2 separate regions of the Mus musculus genome follow, and region 1 is linked to region 2. Evidence: chromatin contacts called from public Hi-C data. All regions are on one chromosome and are shown on one strand. The core of a region is the stretch at or near the end of the contact, and the rest is flanking DNA. Distances in the headings are between cores, read along the strand shown. Region 1 has its middle 270 kb from the start of Gm46220. Region 2 has its middle 34 kb from the start of Gm31202.

What was found. A called contact is a pair of places that touch in the nucleus more often than the background predicts.
Region 1: a contact with region 2 is called in a Hi-C map of cerebellum, with 1.6 times the contacts expected there. The contact joins two enhancer-like sites.

Annotation. Positions count from the first base shown.
Region 1 is chr10:37,785,096-37,790,477 of GRCm38.p6, reverse strand. No RefSeq gene overlaps it. Among named protein-coding and RNA genes, the nearest start is that of Gm46220, 270 kb to the left of the region's middle. Within about 2 kb of position 2,252, at least 1 of the 459 cell types and tissues checked has an H3K27ac peak or open chromatin away from gene starts, as enhancers often do. A contact at or near this core is called in cerebellum, where this site is marked.
Region 2 is chr10:37,395,685-37,401,088 of GRCm38.p6, reverse strand. No RefSeq gene overlaps it. Among named protein-coding and RNA genes, the nearest start is that of Gm31202, 34 kb to the right of the region's middle. Within about 2 kb of position 3,653, at least 136 of the 459 cell types and tissues checked have an H3K27ac peak or open chromatin away from gene starts, as enhancers often do. A contact at or near this core is called in cerebellum, where this site is marked.

The DNA.
Region 1 (5,382 bases), core at 1,003-3,502, 390 kb before region 2:
TCTCAAAACTTGGGAGGCAGAGGCAGGCAGATTTCTGGGACAGCCAGGCCTACACAGAGAAACCCCTGTCTCAAAAAAAAAAAAAAAAACCCAAAACAAAACAAAAGAGTATAGGCACAAAAGCAAAAGCTCAAAGAGGAACAGAAAAAGGCAGTGTCTTCTCTTCTCAACAGAATATGGCCCTTGCACTCATGAGCTCACATAGGGTGGTTGCCTACACAAAGCCTGTCAATACTAGTTAAAGTTAGTCAGCATTTAAACACACTGTGCAGAGGATTCATTAGACCCAATCCTACCATGAGGAGCTATGGATGATCAGTACCTTCTGGAAGAACAGTTTTCTTTAAAGATATGGCCTCTTCTAGGTCCACCATGCTCCATGAGCAAATACAGATGGGTAGCACAAATTGGAATTAATAGACTTAAAAGGGGCACAAAGTTGTAGATGAGAGGAGGTGGGATAGATCTGGGAGGAGTTAGGAGAGGCATTGGTGTCATCTGTAACCTTGTGTTTTTCCACCTCACCATTTTGTTTCCAGAAATAATGACCCTGAGAATTCTTCTTTTTTTTTTTTTCTGTTTGCTACTATTTCTTTTTTTTTCCTTTTTTAATATTTTTATTAGGTATTTTCCTCATTTTCATTTCCAATGCTATCCCAAAGTCCCCCAAACCCTCTCCCCCACTCCCCTACCCACCCACTCCTACTTTTTGGCCCTGGCATTCCCCTGTACTGAGGCATATAAAGTTTGCATGACCAGTGTGTATCAAAAGATGACCCTGAGAATTCTTATACAGGAATAAGTGCCTGGGCCAATAGCTTGGGCCTGTTCCCCAGAGTAGCTCGTAACTTAATATCCTATATGTCCCATTTTATAAATGCCACATTCCTGGTTACTTGGTCCTCAGTTTCATGTGACAGTCTTCCTCTGTCTCTGAGGTAAATGCCTCTGTACGTTATCTCAGCTTCCTCTCCCTCTCCCTCTCCCTCTCCCTCTCTCCCTCTCTCCCTCTCTCCCTCTCTCCCTCTCTCCCTCTCTTCCTCTCTCCCTCTCTCCCTCTCCCTCTCTCCCTCTCTCCCTCTCCCTCTCTCCCCTCTCCCTCTCTCCCCTCTCCCTCTCTCCCCTCTCCCTCTCTCCCCTCTCCCTCTCCCTCTCTCCCCTCTCCCTCTCTCCCTCTCCCTCTCCCTCTCTCCCTCTCCCTCTCTCCCCTCTCCCTCTCTCCCTCTCCCTCTCCTTCTCTGTTTCTCTCTGCCAGATGTCCCACCTTCTAACCCTGCCTTGGCTCATCGACATTTGTATTGATAAAATAAATAATTCTGGAAGACTGCTTCTTCCTCTGAGAAATCAGTATCTTTCATTTCAAACACACTACGCAAATGGCTCATCAAATTCTTCAGTAAGTAAGCCAATACTTACTCAAAAGCAAACAAATACTATATCTTACTTTTCTCTGCCTAGCACCGTGGATGCTGTGAGAGGCCATAATTATTTTCTGTAAGGTGTATCACTCAGGTGCTAGAACCTCCAGAAGAAAGTAATTAAGGACAAATAAACCAATTACCAACAGAGAGATCCTGTTATCTTAAGATATAGGGGCTCTGAAGGCAGAGAGGCAAAAGGAGCTGTGCTGTAAGCAAAGAGTGAATGTGTTAAGGCCAAATCTTTAAGCAAAGGGGAGATGATGTTTAAAGCAGTAAAATTTATTTATTTATTTATTTATTTATTTATTTATTTATTTATTTATTTTTATTTGTAAATGGAGAAATGGAGTTAGGGCATTCAATGCCTTGTGAAGCTTAATTAAGCGCATCTATTTTGGTTTTTCATCTTGAGATATTTCTTCTTACAAAGGCTCAAATCCGTTGTCTCACAGGGATGTTAAAGTTACTGAATCTGAATTTGTTTTTCTCTGGTTAAGTGTCTGTCAAACATTGGACACAGTTTTGAAACATATGAATGTTTATACAGCATACTCAGTGCATCTCCAGCATTTTATTGTTTGGCATCAAACTGAACTCAGCTTTTGAATCTTAGGTAGATTTGCTTACTAAGTCTGAAGTGAAGAAAGCTAGTATTTCTGATTGGGGTGTGAAAGGAGTTAATCCAAAAACCACTGTGTTTTTCCATTTCCATGGCTTCTCTTCCAGGTTTCGGCAGCGGTGTGAACTGATTTGAGCCTAGTGTACAGTACATGCTTCTGGCACTGGAGTCCCATGGACTGGCGCTGACTCAGTAGCAACAGCTCTGCGCAATGAGCAGGGAAATAAATGACAGGATGGAATCAGACAGGGTGCCACCAAGCTCAGCCACCACCAAGGAAGCAGGTATTTAAAGGATTTATCTGGGTTACTGATACAGAAGACAGACTGATTTCGTTTATTAAGCATCATTTCCAATTGAGGAGAAGAAAAAGACTTAAAAGATTTGGAAAGTGATTTTATTTCTAGAATCTTTAAACTTATCATTCCAAAACAAAATTACTATAAATTTGTTTTTTAAATATATGCATATAAAGTTATGTCAAATGTACATTAAAGGTATACATATTGTTATTTATGATGAGATGGAATAGCCTTATTCTAATATTTATAGATATATGCATATGCTCAAAGCATTTAATATTTAATGATGTGTGTGTGTATGTGTGTGTGTGTGTGTGTGTGTGTGTGTGTGTGTGTATGTATAGATTTTTAAGTAACTAAACTTTTAGATCCTCTTTGTAAACTGTGAAAATTTTTTTACTGGGAACAAAACCAAGATATGGAAATGTCCTAGCATTGAAAGTCTGTAGTCTACTGTGGCAGTCATTAAAGTCATTTCTGTACTCTGTCCACAGTGTCTAGATACTTTTATAATCTTACAACACATTTTAGCAATATTAGTGAAATAATTTTACTCTTGAGCCTATAATATTGTGTGCAGAAAAACACAGCATAAAATCTTACTTTACAATAGGTGAGTAAGTAGTTAATTTAAGATATAATAATGAGAGGGAAAAATCAAGAAAAAATACGTATTTATTTTATTTATCTCCAACTATAGTCCAATTAAAGCTGTCATTTTGACACCCAATAACTAGTTTTGCTTGACTCAATTCCTCTCAATCTAGGGCATTCATGTTTTATATTGTGTGCAGGCTTTACAATATAACAGTAATAATTTTTAACTATGCTCAACAAGATGCCCAAAACCACAACCGACATCTATCCATTTTTATCTTTCTTGGCATTTCAGAAGATTTAAAACTGCTACACACTGTTCCTTCCTGAAGCCCATGCTAAATCAGTCCATGTCTGTCTGCAGCTCCTGCAGCCACCCTGTTGCCTTGCCTACCCTTTATCTTTCTTATGGAGAAGTAAATGAATGCAGTCCTTCAATGCACAACATTCCAGCTCCACTCCATTCTTAGAAGCTCTCATTCAGACTATAAGAACTACTAAATACAATAGTCACTAAACTCTTATTACTATGTTCTCCCCCTCTTTTGATTTTCACCTATGTCCTCAACTACCTTTCTTGGAAGACTGAAGTTACCTTCAAGTGAGGCTGTCCCAGATTTGTTCTGAGGTTGTTATATGACATGGTTCCAAATCTTTTAAAAGTCTTCCCACTGAGAATTGATATTTTTGTCCCATCTTCTGTGAGTTTCATTTCATTATAGTGCAGTGGAAGTAAAGATGTGAAATTTCTGAGACTAGAATGCAGCAGGTGGGGAACTCTTGGCTTGTATTCAATTATTCACCTACTTACTCATTTATTTTTGGACTACTCATAGTAGTCTACTATGTAACAAGTGCATCATTTGGCCATGTTATCAAGAACTTTCAAATTACATGGGGAGGATGTATCAGTCATAACAGGAGAGAACACCAGACAATCTTAAGTTATAAAATTCTTCCAGATCATGTTCTAAGTAGGAAAATGAAGAAGCTTCAAGATTCATGAGCAACCTAAGCGATACTATACTAAATTTTCCCAAAACAGAGCTGTAGACCCACACAAGCCATCCCCATGGAACTCTATCTAAACTCTTCTTCCATTGGTCAAGCAATAGTGAAGATCCCTTGCCTTTTTATGTCTTTCTTCATTTTTCTTCTATCATCTCTTCCTATGGATTTTATTTTTTTAAGAAAGAAAATAATCTCATAGAAGAGAGCATCTTCTCCATCAGCAGCATCATTTTCCAGATTAGCTTACTCATCTGATATGTTTTCTTATTTTCCATCCATTCTCCACATCAGTTGATCTCTCCTACCTCAAACCTTACCATGCCATCCACAGGTACATTCAATGCTGTTCCCTTGAAATGAAGACAGATCCTGGAATGAGGCTGATGATATGAGCATGATCTAGCCAAGGCTTCCTGCTCTGCACTGTGCAACAGGGTGTCTGCCAGTCGCCTTGGGACTACTGAGCATTTAAATGGGACTCGTGAGACTGAGGCATAAAGCTTTTAATTTTATCCACTTTCACAAGCTAAATTCAAATTTGACAATGGATATACAATTTAACAATTGGAAAGATTTCAGGTTCAAAACAGGGTGGACATATGAATTTACTTTTACTTTTTCTTTTTTTAAATATATTTTTATTAGGTATTTTCCTCATTTACATTTCCAATGCTATCCCAAAAGTCCCCCATACCCTCCACCCCACTCCCCTACCCATCCACTCCCACTTTTTGGCCCTGGCGTTCCCCTGTACTGGGGCATATAAAGTTTGCATGTCCAATGAGCCTCTTTTTCCAGTGATGGCCAACTAGGCCATCTTTTGATACATATGCAGCTAGAGTCAAGAGCTCCGGGGTACTGGTTAGTTCATAATGCTTTTCCACCTATAGGGTTGCAGATCCCTTTAGGTCCTCAGGTACTTTCTCTAGCTCCTCCATTGGGGGCCCTGTGATCCATCCAATAGCTAACTGTGAGCATCCACTATATCTCTAGTGTTTCCTCACTTTGCGTTTTCTTTATTGTGTCTACTTCCCTTTTTAGGTCTTGGATGGTTTTATTCAATTCCATCTCCTGTTTGGTCGTGTTTTCCTGCAATTCTTTAAGGGATTTTTGTGCTTCCTCTTTAAGGTCTTCTACCTGTTTAGCAGTGTTCTCCTGTATTTCTTTAAGTGAGTTATTAAAATCCTTCTTGATGTCCTCTACCATCATCATGAGATATGCTTTTAAATCCGGGACTATCTTTTCGGGTGTGTTGGGGTGCCCAGGACTGGGTGGGGTGGGAGTGGTGCATTCTGATGATGGTGAGTGGTCTTGGTTTCTGTTAGTAAGATTTTTACGTTTGCCTTTCGCCATCTGGTAATCTCTGGAGTTAGTTGTTATAGTTGTCTCTGGTTAGAGCTTGTTCCTCAGGTGATTATGTTAGCCTCTATCA
Region 2 (5,404 bases), core at 2,404-4,903:
GGGATCTTAGAAACCCTCTACTTCTCAAATGGACATATGGTGCCAAGAGGAAGATGCAGAATTTTACCCTAAAAAAATAGTGAACAAAACAAAGATATTTCTTATTTGGAAGGGAGCCACACGCAAATGAAATTACCAGTTTGGATTTTCTGATAAACATAAAACTCTCATAGTAATCTGCAGAACGAGAAAACTAACAAAATCAGTCTTGTCAGTAAAGGACATTCTTCAAGGGAGATATGCCCAACTTCCTTTTACAATCCAATTTCTTCTCTCCACATTAAAATATTGCCTACCCTTTGTCTATCTGCTCATCCCTAAGTTAAACTTTCTTCATGTAACTGACTAGTGGAGAGAGCAATTCCACTCAACCAACATTCCTGTTGGCACGGTAATGGATTCCTTCAAATAGGAAATTGCTACTTTAAAAATCACAGGACGCTTTGAAATCAAGAGAGCTGAGATGTCATTGTGAATTAGCACGGCAGACAAACAGGATCTGGAATGAATTCCTTCCACATTATTTGGACGTGAAGGAGGAAGTAGGTCAGAAAATTATGACCCCTGCATATTTAGCCCAATATACATCCTCATTCCAGGGAGCTAATTGTGGGCTATTGAAAATGAAAGTTTAAAGAGAATAGCATGAAAAAGACATTCTCATAGCTTCTCCTCTGAAGAGCCCATAAATAGCTTGGAAGTTGTCTCCAGGGGACCTTTGCAACAGCTTGTGGGCGGGTAGCTGTAATTAAGAGCAGCCAGATGAAATGTAATCTATTTAAACATCGCCACCATTTTTTTCTTAAAATTATGATTTTTCTCTAGTTTCTTGGCTCAAGAGATATATTTCATTACCCTCCTCGTCTTTCTCAGATATCAAAGCAAAAGTGCAACCCAGTGAGGCAGAAAGGAAAACATTTCTATGAGTGCATAAAATCTTTCAAACTGGGAAAGCACTTAAAAGTGACTAACAGCATCTTATCCTTGATTTCTGTATTTATTACCTGTGTATGAGAACATGGGATATGTAATCATTATAATATTAGGTTCATTTTTTCCCCTACTGAATGTAAAAATGTTCAATCATGAAACTGGAAAGGGTTGGGAGTGATAGGAGAAAGATCTGTGCTTCTTTGAGGAATTCAAATACTGGAAGAAGAAACCTGAAAAGTTATTTTAAAAATTTATGAAACTATACAGAACAAACTAATAATTTTTAAGAACAGTGAGTCAATATATTTCCTAGAGGAAGAAATATATTCAAACACTATTTTATCCCATGGATTAACTGTTGCCAGGACTGAGACATTACCTTTTCTTTCTTTTCTGGAAAGAAATGGGTGCCCCTTTTTGCCACATAAGATCTTTGCAGAGTGAAGGCTCATAACATACTTAGCTAACTAGCACCCTAATTCTGTGTGTACATTTGGGAAGCAATATGGTGTGAAAATGATCCCCATGGTAACCATTCAACTAATAAATTTAGGTTCAGAACGTAATTAGATTTTTAAGCCTTTGGTTGGCCTTCTGTAGAACATCTAATTCAAGGGGTTCGAGGAAAGTTACAGTTTGATTCATTCTTGTACCAGATTGAGTCTTAAATGTCACACCCTAGGTGCCTCTGTCTGTCTGTTCATTCTCATAAACTTGAATGGTTCATGAAATACTATGATAGAATGGTGTTCATAGTTATTTTATAAGCCCCATCAATACCAAATTAAGTCATTAACTCTACCTAAAAATGTAGGCCAATTGCATTTAAAAGATTTGTTTGTTTGTTTGTTTGAGACAAGTCTCTCTATGTAACCCTAACTTGCTTATAGCTCACTATGTGAATCAGGCTGGCCTTAAACTCAAAACTCACAGAGATCTGCCTGCCTCCAAAATACTAGGATTTGAAGATGTGCCACTAAGTCTGGCCCAGCTCAAAAGTATCAATTTGTGGGCTATGGTGGCATATTCCTTTAATCTTCGCTTTCTAGACTCCAAGACAGGCAGATCTCTATGAGTCTGAGGTCAGCCTGGTTAACATACAAGTTCCAGGATAGCTAAGACTTCATAGACCCCCCCAAAAAAAAGTTTTTAAAGAAGTATAAATTTCAAACTTGAGCCACCACAGAGCAAAGAGTTCACATTCTCTGAAATAATGCAGTGTACCTATAAACACGTGTGCCTTAGCATTTGCACACTGTGTAGACATAGCTTTCAGCGAGTTAGAAAGCTGCCTTGATTGAATACTTAAAAATTCTGGACTCATGTCTGCCATCTTTATGGGACCCAAAAGCTCACCTGTTAGTATCCTAAACTCAGAGAATTTATTGTTTCAGAGATTGGGGCACACATACATTCAGGTTAGCTGGATGAGGACCAGAAGTGGCAGCTACTGAGAACTTGCTGGTCTCACCATGATGGTTTACCTCTTAGATTCCAGATGCCACTTGCAAGTACTTCTGTGGGCTTAGTGTTAGGTTTGTCAGTATTAACCTGTGTTCATTGTCACTACTCAGGCTGAAAAACAGGCTCCTCCTTCGTAGTGGAATTGGGTTAGCCGCTGGGGTAATAAAAGAAATATTATGGTTTCCACCCTGAAAATCCCAGCACAGAAAACAGAGATTTACTCTCATTTATTTCATTAGCCCATAATTAACACATATCCGATCATGTCTTTTTATTCTCCCATGTGGAACTTTATTGTATTTTGCTTGCTTGTTTGTTTTGTTGTTATTTTGGTTTTTGTATTTTTTTTTTTATTTGTTTTTGGTGCTGGAGATTCTGGAAGATTCGAGAGCTTATAAAGCTTTGGGATTATCTATTAACTACAACCCATGGGCTGATAATATTAATTCTTTTTTATGTTAATTCTTTTTAGCTATAGAATACATTCCCCAACACAATAATATTTTGTTAAAGCTGCCTTTTTTATCCCAGTAAATCTTAAATATCCACTGAACATATTTTGGAGAAATTTTTATTTTTTTAGTAAAAAGGAGACCACATGGTTTCAATTGGTATTTCGAATAAAAAAACTTATTTTTTAAAATGCACTGAAAATACATTTTGCTTTTTAAACGCACAAACATCTCAGCAGCTGTTATGTGTTTAATTAAATGAGTTGCACATGTGTTTATAATGCACAGCACTGTGGTCTGAGAAAAGCGTCCCTGGGGTGTATGGTCAGCCTTTTGCCTCACTGAACTTTCCTCCGGAGGTCATGGGAAAGGGGTACAGGTTTGGGTTTCCTCTTTTCCAGTCCACATGTCCCCCACCAACTACTGGTGGGTAAACAAACCCATGTTCCAAAGGCGACACCGTGGCTGACCTGAATCATTCTGAAGTGCCAGACCTGTGGGCATAACCTCCGCCCAGCCAGCCCAGCGTGCAGGTCCAGTCTCTCTTCCCCAGAGCAGCAGAAGCCTCACTGGGGATTTGCTTCTTGCTCTCTGCTTTCCCCGGGAGTCCAGATCCCAGATCCCAACACCCACTAGGGCGCATACAGGCGGAGACACCGGTTCTTCCTCAGTGAGCTGAAGTTCTCCAGATGGCAGCAAGCGCCCCGCCCCCACCCCCATGCAAATTCCTGGCAGCAAGAAGCTGTCAAGTGGCTACTGCTGCTTATTGTTATGACCACTCCCCACCCCCTTCACACACACAGGCAGAAGAAAGACCATCTGTCGCCATGGGGCAGAGAGGGACTTTGCAAGTGGCACTCTGTGCAGTTTAGCAGACCCGCGACAGCCTTGGGCTCAGCCATGTCCTTCCTAAGCCATGTCTAACCCGCCCCGCCCTGGCTGGATCCCCAACCCAGCTCCACGAAAGGAGGTGCAGTTTGCTAGATTTCTTTTATGATATTTATTCCACACAGATAGAAAAGCCGGTTGTCTTCCTGTTTTAGTTCTGGGAAAGGAACTGACTTAACACAACATCTCATAATCACTAGTGAGAAATGGGAGCGGAGAGCTAGATAAAAAGTGGACCTGGAAGAGAAAAGTATAACCCGAAGTTCAAAGGACACCGAGGTTATAAGTGTGATTTCCATTCGCTTCTCCAGCTCGACCAAAAGCTACGCGTTAAACTTTGATTTTTATAAAGAGAGAACGAACCATGTCAAAAGATTCTAGGCATTAGAAAGTCCCCAAATATCTTGTCCATATTGGAAATTTGACCCTATTGTTGCGGTCTTTTTTCTTGTTGTCTGATGTTTCTGGTCATATATATTAAAGCACTGCTGTGCTGTAGTTTCTACATTCTTGGTGTTTTCTTAGTAAGGAAAGGAGTTGTCCACTGACATCACTTCAAATCACCCTGTTTCCCTTTATCTGCGTAAGTCTCTTTTATTTAAACAAATAAATAAAACTACGTCTCCATAGACACAACTAAGCTTACAATGCATGTAATTTCTTTCTTTCAAACCTACCACCTATGAATTCTCTTAAGTGTATATCTTTTTTAAAAAATTCCTAGTATTCAATTGTGCTCTGTGTGTAGCTTTTGATTTGCATGTGATAGTAAACTATAAATTGTATTCTCTCATTTTTTTCACTAACATGACACTTTGATCTCACACCAGATACTACCTTCCTCTGAAGAGCCTTTTTTCCTCTGTGTCTTTCATTATGGTTCTAAGAGAGTGTATGACTTCTTGATAAGCACACTCTGCTCTGTCCCTTCTCAGGGGCCCTGACTGTGACAGTACACCCACTACCCCCTGCTCAGGTATGAAATCCACCAGGATACTGGGCACAGCATTGATGTGCTGCCTTCTATTTTCCAGTTTAACCCTTTTCCTCTCTAAAACACCTGCAGAGTGCTGCCATCAGTAACGAAGGTAACATTTAGACAGTCCATTGTTTTGGAGATTTGGATTGGTTGTTTGGTTGGTGGTGGTGGTCGCAGGTTTTTGTTTGTTTGTTTGTTTTGTTTTGTTTTTGACATAGGGTTTCTCTGTGCAACAGTCCTGGCTATTCTGGAACTTGAGTTGTAGTCCAGGCTGGCCTTGAACTCACAAAGATCCACCTGTCTTTGCCTCTCAGAGTGCTGAGATTAAAGGTGTGGTCTACCAATGCCTAGCAACTTTCTTTTTCTCATTCCTCAATTCAGAATCCAAGCATGGTAGAAGATATATTTGATTTTTATTGAGGGCCTCCTGGAAGACTATGGCTTGAATGAACCTAGGTCTCATGGTTTACATCCCTCTATTGATGAACACATATTGTTCTCTCTAATCCTGGCATAAAAAGCAGAACTGCAGTATAAACTGTAATTGGTCTTTACTACTTTGTGGGTTCTTCTTTTTCCTGCCCTTTATTTCACCCACCCGCCAGTTCATCCCCATCACTAGATAAGAGAGAAAGGAGGAGAGAGGGGATCAAGAGATAAAGATCCCTGAAACTAATTTCTCTCCTTC